Regions from separate parts of the Triticum aestivum genome. Here region 2 is linked to region 1. A link is a contact called in public Hi-C data. All regions are on one chromosome and are shown on one strand. Each heading gives the region's core, a stretch centred on a gene start, on an enhancer-like site or on the middle of the called end of the contact. The rest is flanking DNA. Distances are from core to core; before and after follow the strand shown. Region 1 holds the start of LOC123113417 (mitogen-activated protein kinase kinase kinase 5). Region 2 holds the start of LOC123113420 (upstream activation factor subunit spp27).

Region 1 (5,470 bases), core at 882-3,381:
CCTTCCCTAGCGGTAGTACCGCTCTGTGCGGGGCTGGTGAGTGGGATAACAGTTGGATTGTTTCCCCCACTATATAAAGGGGTCCTCTTCCCCAAAGTTGACTTACCTCTTTCCCCAAAGCTCCATTGTTGCTCCAAGCTCCATTTTCGCCCGATCTCTCTCCCTAGCCAATCAAACTTGTTGATTTGCTCGGGATTGGTTGAGAAGGCCCAGATCTACACTTCCACCAAGAGAAATTTGATTCCCCCCACTTATCCCTAGCGGATCTTGTTACTCTTGGGTGTTGAGCACCCTAGACGGTTGAGGTCACCTCGAAGCCATACTCCATTGTGGTGAAGCTTCGTGGTGTTGTTGGGAGCCTCCAAGTGTTGTGGAGATAGCCCCAATCTTGTTTGTAAAGGTCCGGTTGCCGCCTTCAAGGGCTCCAATAGTGGAATCACGACATCTCGCATCGTGTGAGGGCGTGAGGAGATTACGGTGGCCCTAGTGGCTTCTTGGGGAGCATTGTGCCTCCACACCGCTCTAAGGAGACGTACTTCCCCTTAAAAGGAAGGAACTTCGGTAACACATCCTCGTCTCCACCGGCTCCACTCTTGGTTATCTTGTCCCTTTACTTTTGCAAGCTTACTTGAGTTATATCCATTGCTTGCTTGTGTGCTTATTGTCTTTGCATCATATAGGTTGTCCACGTAGTTGCACATCTAGACAACCTATTTAATTGCAAGGTTTAAATTGTTAAAGAAAAGTCTAAAAATTGTTAGTTGCCTATTCACCCCCTCTAGTCAACCATATCGATCCTTTCAGCATCTGTCGCCGAGACTCAGCCGCACCATGCTACCAAGATCCGCTGTCGTCGATGCGGTAGATGCGACGTCGCTCCACTTGCCAATCTCCACACAGTCGCTGCCGCTGGAGCCCTTGCCACGCGGAGCTCACCTTCTACAGTAACCCTCCTCCGAACACCCAAGCCTCCCAAAACGGCGACTCCATGGAGGGTACGACGCACAAGGTGCCACTGCCGCCCAATCCCAGATGGATTTTGGAATTTCGTCCGGGAGAGGGTCGGGGGTGGATAGGAAGCACCTCGACTTCGCCACCAAGGAGGATAACACTATCGAGAGACGCCGCCGCTGCCGGGCCGAACCATCCGATCAAAGTTTCCTCCGATCCCCTACTATACCACCAACCTCCGTCTGCTCCGGACCCGACAGCGAGCCGTCAACCGAAACCTACTGAGAAGAAAGTGCCATGTGGGCTCAACCCTCCAAGTCAATTGTTAAGGAAGATCGAGAAGAACAACCGGAGCAGAGCAACAACCCAGCCATGCCGCTGGAGCACCCAAACCGGGTTGCCAACATCCAGGCACCAGATCCAGGAGGATCCGACCTAAAGCCAACGACGGACGTCACCATCCTGCGCTGGCCGCCGACATCGAAGACCCGAAACCGACGACGCACGCGACCATCAGATCTTGCACACCACGCAGCCACCACACATAAGAAGGATATCCCAACAAAAACTGAGGTGGTACCACTACCCTTACATATGGAATCGATATATTTATTTACCTCATGCAATTCGCTTATCAACGCCAACGGTGCCTGCGCCACGTGGTATGAAAATGGGGCATATAGTATTGTAGTAGTACTATCGTGCATCCATGAGAGGACTAAGTCAACACTCAAAGTCATCCAATCAGCGTCCGAAGACTTCTCCGTTAGATTGACAATCTTCTCGATTTGGCCGTGTCAACAAGGTGATGAAACGCTTGCGTCCTTCACATCATCACCATGAGAAGAAAAAGATGTGTGCGATTTTACTCTAAGAAAAGACCGTCAGGCCAAACGGAAGCGAGTAGAGAGACGGAAGAAACGGGGAAGGAGCAAGGAAGGCAGGCTGTGTGCAGTGTGCGACGTGTAACCGGAGACATTGACTCGCTGGACTTCTTCCCCAAGCCGCGTGGCCCCGGACCAAACCTGAGTGGAGGAAAAAAGAATACCAGCAGAGAGAGGGAGAGCAAACCAACTCCCCGCCCGGTCCCTCCCCCCCTCGCGAGAAAGGAGAAAACAAAGCCCAAATGGCGGGGGTCGTCGTCTCCAGCCACCGATCCCCTGCCCCCCTCCTTCCCCCACCCCACCCCGCCATTACCACTGTGGCCCCTAACTAGGGTTTCGTCCGCGGCCCCCCCATAAGCCCCTCCCCCCTTCCCGATGCCCTGGTGGAAGCGCTCCGCCCACCGCCCCTCCTCCTCCTCCGCCTCCACGCCCGCGTCCCCCGCCCGCGCCTCCACCTCCCGCATCCCCCGCCACGGCGGCGCCGGCGACCTCGGCGCCGGGCCCGACCACCAGCCCCGCCTCACCAGGCAGCACCGCCTGCGCCATGTCGACGACATCGAGGTCGGGGTCTCCGCGCTCCGCCTCGACGACTCGCACGCCGCCCCGCCCTCCTCCTCCTCCTACCCCGCCAGGAGGGACGCGGTCTGGTCCGGCCTCGCCACCGCCAGCTCCACGCCGATCTCGAGGTCGCCGAGTAACATGATGGAGGCGGCGCCGGCCAGGTCGTCCTCCACGCCCATGCTGCTGCCTCACCCCCTGCCGCTGCCCCACCAGGACGACTCGCCGTGCCGAGGGCCTGGGAGGCCGCTCCCCTCCCCGAGGATGTTCGACGGGGATTGCAACGGATCGGCCGAGTTCCTAGTGGCTGCAGAGACTGGAGGCGAGAGGCCGTCCACGTTTCCAAGGTGGGGATGCATTTTTTGTGTTTTGTACTAGTAGATGCTTCAAGCTTCCTTCCTTTGCTGTTCAAGTTTGTATAAACGGCGTAACCTTGTTAGTTCTGTTTTAGTACCGATGAATCGATTAGGGTGTTAGCAACGATGCCACTAGCAGTGATTTCTGAATGAGGTTGGGGTTACCAACAATATGGGCATATAAGAAGGCATGACACATGACACTATATACTAAAACTGCCACACTAGTAGCATTTTGACCACTTTGTAGGGCAGAATGTTGTGAGGTTGGTGAGAACAGTTTAGGTGAACAATAAGATGACCAGGGATTGAGAGACCAGGGAAGATGGCCTTTGATATAGTCTAACCATGTTGACGATCTGAAATGGATTAGGGCTTCAGACATACATTGCTGCATAGTTGCATTCTACCAAGAGGGTTTTGTGCTTTCTGTGAACTTATTAGCTTATGACTAGGAGATCATAGCACCTTAGCGAAATTTGGATGATATGTCACGAAGAGTTATTGTGGTTTTGGACCCCCAGAACGAGTTGAGACAATTTGCTGTTTGGTGCTATGATACCCCATAACATTTATACTTGATGATGCTTGGTTAAGCTACTTGCCAATTTATTAGATCTTGACATGAAAGGAAAAGCTGGCTCAGATTGTGATTTTACTGATGAGTGACTGAGATTGTTTCAGTACTGAAGTCAGTGAAGTGTAATTTGCTTTGATTAACTTCCATGAAGCTGCTAGTAAAGAAGATTCAACATGAACATGATTATTAAAAAACAAATCTGTTGTCATGCCACACTGATCAGATTAACTCGACCATATCTGACCATGTTTCTGATGTTAATGTCTCTGGTGATAGATTTATGCCCCAAAGTGTTCAAAAGATTCATGAGCACAATGACTTACGGTCAGCTGGCACACATGGGGCCACCTGTGGCCAACGGAGAAAGACATATAAAGAGAAGTTCCAGGATGGCCCAACTGAAACTTTGAACTTTAGGTTGAATATTCCTGCTAAAAGTGCCCCGAGCAGCGGGTTTTCAAGTCCTGTACAGAGTCCTCGAAGGTTGAGTAATGTAGACTTCTCATCTGCTGCAATATCCATCCAAGGTAGCAATATATTGTCAGCACCATCACCATGGTCTTCAGATCAATCAGGATCTTCACCCCCTTCCACCTCACCTGAAAAATTTGTGGGTGGCCAGGAGCGATCTCCTCGGTCTAGTCCTTTGAGAAGTCCTGCTCTTAGATCAAGATACCCAAGTGCACCTCCATCACCAATGCATGCAAACTTCTTCCCAGAGAACCACACTTCTCGTTCTGAGAGCATTCCGAATGCCAATCTTCACCCATTACCTCTTCCTCCTGTTTCAATGAGCCCAAAGCAAACAAATTTTAGCCACCCATCAGTTCCAAAAGTTGAAACGCCCTCAATGGCTGGTCAGTGGCAAAAAAGGAAGCTCATCGGCAGTGGCACATATGGCTGTGTATATGAAGCTACCAATAGGTATGCTATATTCCATTTTTATTGTAGTAACCGCTTCTCTAAATTTTGAACATACCGTCACACCAACATACAGGCACACCGGAGCTCTTTGTGCCATGAAAGAGGTTAACATAATTCCTGATGACGCAAAATCAGTTGAGTCTCTGAAGCAATTGGAACAGGTTCGGCCATACTTGTGTTGATGTTTCTTATTTCTGCAGTATGGAGATCATTGGTCTTGTTCAATGTGATTGTTTAATGTTCTCTTTTCTTGTCGAGGATTAAGAAGCATATCTTTGCTTATGCTCACATTTGGTTTGCCTTGCATTTACTACTATACAATACTTAAGTATATGTAAAACTCTGACCGTACTTGTTCCATTTTTCTGGAACTTGGTTGGGCAATAACTGTACACCACTATTTTCTTATGCTATCCAAGGATCATGCAATTTTGCACGTTCTCTGATTGTCCATCACCTTTGTTTCAGGAAATTAAATTCCTTAGCCAATTTAAGCATGAAAACATAGTGCAGTACTACGGCAGTGAAACTGTAAGTTCTACTTGCCCACAGTGAGGGAATTAACAGTGCTATATACTTTTGCTATTGATGGTGATGTGGACATATTGCAGACTGAAGATAGATTCTACATATACCTGGAATATGTTCATCCGGGTTCAATTAATAAGTACATTAGTCAACATTGTGGTGCAATGACAGAATCAGTTGTCCGCAACTTCACTCGCCATATCCTTAACGGTCTTGCTTTCCTACATAGCCAAAAAATTATGCATAGGTAATTTTTCTTTTTCATTATTTGTTTTTTATTTGATAATTGTTTGCCACTGGCCGTTTCCTAACTTTCTGAACCTTACCTTTGTTCAATTGTTTACATTACCTCTTGTTTTCCCCTTATACAAATTGTCAGACTGCTTGGTCCTATTTTGCCCTTCCAACTTTATTCTGCATTCAGTTCATTTTGTTTTCTTGAGCTTCTTGTACAGCTCTATCCACATCTTAAGGGCTGATTCTGATCCCACTATTGTCTGTTAGCAAGTATTGGTTGGCTAAAATGACACATGGATGATGGATGTAGATAAAATTATTATACTTTTGCAGGGACATTAAAGGAGCAAATTTGCTTGTTGATGTCAATGGCGTGGTTAAATTGGCAGACTTTGGAATGGCTAAGCATGTGAGTTCCACTTTGCGTCTTGGCTTATAATTTCTGACAGCAT
Region 2 (5,470 bases), core at 770-3,269, 220 kb before region 1:
ACAGCTTGTGACTTTGGAACTACTGAACCTGAGTGTAAACTTCAATTTATTGTAGTAAGACCATGTGTGTTTAACTGAACCACGTTGACTGGTCCATAGGTCAACATCTTCAATAGTTAATTTCCAAGTCTTGAAATACATTCAGACAACTTTAATAGGAAAAGGAAATTCCCAACTTGAGCAGTAATAATACCTAACTACTCCCTCTGTAACTAAATATAAGACGTTTTTGCAGTTCAAATTAAACTGCAAAAGCGTCCTATATTTAGTTACAGAGGTAGTAGTACAAAAAGATCAACAATCAGGAAGCAAAAGGTCCATTAGAGCCCCAAATGTACAACCACAGTGGCCCTACCTACAAAATACAAGTGGCTTATCCACCACCAAATTTATCATTGATCAACGGGATAGCAAATATTGGACAAGTAGCCACATGTTAGCAGAAACACCAATTGTCAGGTAATTGCTTTGCAGTAAGAGGTATACTATTGAGTATACATGGATATTGCTTTCCACATGTTTTTGATGGTACACTCTACACTGGTGGTATATGCACCAACACCCACCCACATGCACAGCACAAAATGCAGCCACAAAATCACCAACCCGTTCGAATGTCCCTGAGTTGGTCGTTCAGCACAATGCTGAGGTGTAAAGTAACTGCAGCATCTCTACTGATTGTGGAGATATTATCCAAGCAGTTAAAAAATTTAGGATGTCTAGTGCATCCGTAAGCATTACAATGTCTAGTGCATGAAACATCAAAATGCATGAAAGGTGGAAAATGCAATTGCATTTCAATCACCAAATGTTGCAGCTAATGACCCTACAAGACTCACGGACACATCAGCCGATAGGAAATATAAGCACGGCTACATCATGCAACTGCAAACGGCTAATATACAACAAATGCAGCCACAAAGTGTTCAATTTGCACATTAATTAGAGGAATTAAGCCGCTGAAGCACTAATTGTAATAACAGTGACAAACACAAAAAGAACCCAGTAAACATCCACCATAGCAAGAAGAGGAGAAAACACCAAGTCAATCAGGAAACAGAACAAACTCGGCATGGTACCATCAACAGATACTTGGGCAAGATAAGTTAAAAGGAAGAATAAACATATCATGTGAAGGTAAATTGAAAAGCAATAGCAAACGCAAGTAAAACCTTTGCCGACTATTTGGTCCAAGATTTCAATGGCAGGGATAAACCAGACGTGGTTATCCCCTGGCGAGATAATAACAGCTTTACAGTAGCAGTAACAGCCTAAACACGGCAAGGAATATGCAATCCCAGAACCCTCCACGAACGCTGAGAGAAACGCCTGAATCCTTACCACTGTTCGGGCAAAGATATCACACGCGAATGCACAGTGCCGACGCATATCCTAACAGATCGATGAAAACGAAGCACTCAATGAACCCTAAAACGGAGCAGCAAATGCGGCAAAGATGGACAGAGAGCAAAAGCGCCTCACCGCCGCTTCTTCTTCCGGCCGCCGCCACTCTCCTCGTCTTCCTCCTCCTCCTCCTCCTCTTCCTCCTCTTCTTCCTCCTCCCCCTCCTGCTGCTCGGCCCCCTCCTCCTCCCCCTCGCCCTTCTCCTCCCCTCCTTCCCCGGCCTCCGGCGTCACCTCCTCCGGATCCTCCTCCTCCGCGGGCGCATCCTCGGGCTCGGCCTTGTCGGCGAACTCGGAGAGCAGGAGGTCGACCTGCTCCCGGACGAAGGTCTTCTTGTCGGAGAGGTCGACGCCGAAGTCCTCCTCGAGGCGGCGGCGCAGGGCGCCGGTGGTGGTGGTGGTGAGGTCCGACTCCCGCAGCACCTCCCGCAGCCGCTCCACCAGCTCCGAGTCCGACACCATCGCCGCCTGGCCTCGGGTGGGTTCTCTCGCCTCTGCCTCTGCCTCTGCCTCTGGGGGAGCGTGGCCGTGCGCAGGCACCGGTGGGGGGGTGGGATGGAAGGGCTCGCTGCCTCGCGTGGTTTCAGTTTTTGTTTGGGCTGAAAATGTGGGTTTTCCTTTCCCCCCGGGGGGCGTCTGGCCCAGATACACCGCGTCACGTTTTTTCCCCCTTTACCCCTTTTGCCGTTGTGATGATGTGATGGTGTCACGACCGTTAGTGCTTGAGTGGACGTCAGGATTGACTGCTGGGGTAGAGAGGGATTGACTGCTGGATTTACATTTTGCCTTTTACAGACCATGTTCTTGCACGCTTATAATCAAGATTCTCCAAATAGGTAGAGGAGAACTGAAACTAGAAAGCAGAAGTAAAAAATGCAAGTAATTGAAGACAAATAAGGCTATTTCACTCTCTTGCCGATTTTTTTTGAGGGGGGGGGGGGGGGGGGGGGGTGCAGATATCCTTCGTCGCTAAGATAACCGGTCAAACATAATTAATAAAAATATCGGTCGGTGCAACGGATACAGAAAGATTGGTAGATGGTGCTATCTCGAATTATCTATTTGACGTGGCGTTTTGTTTTTGCGTGTGGAGCGGGTCAAATGGTGGCGTGATTTTAGATGGATCGACTCGAGTACTGAAAGTCATAATATGGAGCCAAAAACAGGCGTATACATAATGTTTATCGTAACTTTAGTGCGCATTGATCGTGCACGCATGCGTTACATCTTATCGTCTCACTTTTCTGCACACATCTCTTGTGTGTTGAAGCGTATCGAAGGAGGAGGATTGGTTAAGACCTTCACTAAAAATTCTAAATTAATAAGAAGTCCTCTTGTGTATTAAATATCTTAAATTCATTGGATTTACGAGAACTGTATCTGGTGCCTTGCCATATGCAAATTTTATTCAAGTTTCATCATTGCTTTGTCGGGCTACTGCATTGAGATGTGGTTTGAAAACTAACATGTTGGTGTATCATGTTTGGTGGTCGGTTATTAGCAATGACAACGAGCTAATGATTTAATATTACCATAAAGTGTATAATTGTCTTCGCCTCCATGGCATGTGCTCGTAGGAAGGACTGGAATTTGACATCCCGGTAAATATGCATCAGATATTGGGATGTGACGTGGATTGGCTGACCTTGAGTGGCTAGATGAAAGCGCATGTAGTCCCCATATGTGATTTTCATAATTAATGACAATCTTGATAAAAAAAACTATTTCATTGAGATGCATATGGAGGATTGTTCCATGGGCAGTGCATGGAGACCGTTGGATGGGTTCAAGGATGAATGCCATCGAGATAAAGATATGCACTGAGATTTGATGATGGATAAAGTATATTGGATGGATTTGGGAAAAACCTCATCAAAATGAAAATATGCATCCAGATCACTAAGTCCAAGAGGTGGATATATTATGATCAAGATGAAACAAAAAGAAATTGACATCGAAGTATCAAGATCTTGAGAGAATGAATTGGTATAAAAATTCAACATGTGGCTTTCAAGACAAAGTCATGGTGAGATCATGAGTTGGGCGATGGTTGATCAACATAAGAAAGGAAACGTAGCCGCCCGCCGGCTCTGGCTCCTCTCCCCTACAAAGCTTAGAGTTCCTCTGCCTCCCGCCGGCGCTGCTGCCGGTCCGCCCCATCTCCGGTAGCCTTCGGGCCATGGGGGCGTGGTGGATCCCATCCCTTGCCGGTGGGAGGGCTCCGGTTTTACATATTTCTTTGAGGTTTGTCAGGAAGGCGAGACATTGGCGGTTCCCTAAAGATGGAATAAGGTTCTCCCCGCCCAGCCCCCATTCTGGCGGTGCATCTAGCATCGTCGGTAGGTGTGTGGACGTGTGTCTCCGATGGATCTATCTTTGGTGGATCTGCTCGGATATGGTCATCGTTCGCCTTCATTCGTGTGTCTTCAGATTGGGTCCTTTCGATCTATGGTACTCTTTATCGGTAGCGATTGCTGTTCTGTTGCGCTGGTCCTATGGGGCCTTAGCATGATGACTTCCAACTGTCTACTACAAGTAATTTTGCCCGGATCCGGCGAGGGAGAGGTGATGACGACGGCGCGCCTTCGACTAACTTCAGTGCTTGTAGTCGTCGCTGATGACTCACAGGTATAGGGTATCAATCGTAGTCCTTTCGATAAGTAAGAGTGTCGAACCCAACGAGGAGCAGAAGGAAATGAGAAGTTGTTTTCAGCAAGGTATTTTCTGCAAGCACTGAAAGTAGCGGTAACAGATAGTTTGATAGCAAGGTAATTCATAACAAGTAACAAGTAGCAATAGTAACAAAGGTGCAGCAAGGTGGCCCAATCCTTTTTATAGTAAAGGAAAAGTCGAAACGTTCTCTTATAATAAGCAAAGCGTTCTCAAGGACACATGGGAATTATCATCTAGTCACTTTTAGCATGTTTATTTGATTCACGTTCGTTACTTTGATAATTTGATATGTGGGTGGACCGGTGCTTGGGTGTTGTTCTTACTTGAACAAGCCCCACTTATGATTACCCCCTCTCGCAAGCATCTGTAATACGAAAGAAAAATTAAGATTAATCTAACCATAACATGAAACATATGGATCCAAATCTGTTGGAAATATGCCCTAGAGGCAATAATAAAATGGTTATTATTATATTTCTTTGTTCATGATAATTGTCTGTTATTCATGCTATAATTGTGTTATCCGGAAATCGTAATACACGTGTGAATACATAGACCACAACATGTCCCTAGTGAGCCTCTAGTTGACTAGCTCGTTGATCAACAGATAGCCATGGTTTCCTGACTATGGACATTGGATGTCATTGATAACGGGATCACATCATTAGGAGAATGATGTGATGGACAAGACCCAATCCTAAGCGTAGCACAAAGATCATGTAGTTCGTTTTGCTAGAGCTTTTCCAAATGTCAAGTATCATTTCCTTAGACCATGAGATTGTGCAACTCCCGAATACCGTAGGAGTGCTTTGGGTGTGCCAAACGTTACAACGTAACTGGGTGACTATAAAGGTGCACTACGGGTATCTCCGAAAGTGTCTGTTGGGTTGGCACGAATCGAGACTGGGATTTGTCACTCCGTATGACGGAGAGGTATCTCTGGGCCCACTCGGTAATGCATCATCATAATGAGCTCAATGTGACCAAGTGTCTGGTCACGGGATCATGCATTACGGTACGAGTAAAGTGACTTGCCGGTAACGAGATTAAACGAGGTATTGGGATACCGACGATCGAATCTTGGGTAAGTAACGTACCGATTGACAAAGGGAATTGTATACAGGATTGATTGAATCCTCGACATCGTGGTTCATCCGATGAGATCATCGAGGAGCATGTGGGAGCCAATGTGGGTATCCAGATCCCGCTGTTGGTTATTGACCGGAGAGGCGTCTCGGTCATGTCTGCATGTCTCCCGAACCCGTAGGGTCTACACACTTAAGGTTCGGTGACGCTAGGGTTGTAGAGATATTAGTATGCAGTAACCCGAAAGTTGTTCGGAGTCCGGGATGAGATCTCGGATGTCACGAGGAGTTCCGGAATGGTCCAGAGGT

The links. A called contact is a pair of places that touch in the nucleus more often than the background predicts.
Region 2: a contact with region 1 is called in a Hi-C map of leaf, with 3 times the contacts expected there. The contact joins the promoter of LOC123113420 here to the promoter of LOC123113417 in region 1. A contact is called at or near these places in 2 of 5 Hi-C or Micro-C datasets (both in leaf).

Annotation. Positions count from the first base shown.
Region 1 is chr5B:585,594,227-585,599,696 of IWGSC CS RefSeq v2.1, reverse strand. It overlaps LOC123113417 (mitogen-activated protein kinase kinase kinase 5), which reads left to right and starts at 2,131. Exons shown (of 11, transcript XM_044534645.1): 1 at 2,131-2,740; 2 at 3,606-4,253; 3 at 4,327-4,414; 4 at 4,722-4,784; 5 at 4,865-5,028; 6 at 5,352-5,427. The coding sequence starts at 2,211. It also overlaps the pseudogene LOC123115061.
Region 2 is chr5B:585,816,519-585,821,988 of IWGSC CS RefSeq v2.1, reverse strand. It overlaps LOC123113420 (upstream activation factor subunit spp27), which reads right to left and starts at 2,019. Exons shown (of 7, transcript XM_044534646.1): 1 at 1,483-2,019; 2 at 1,342-1,392. The coding sequence starts at 1,865.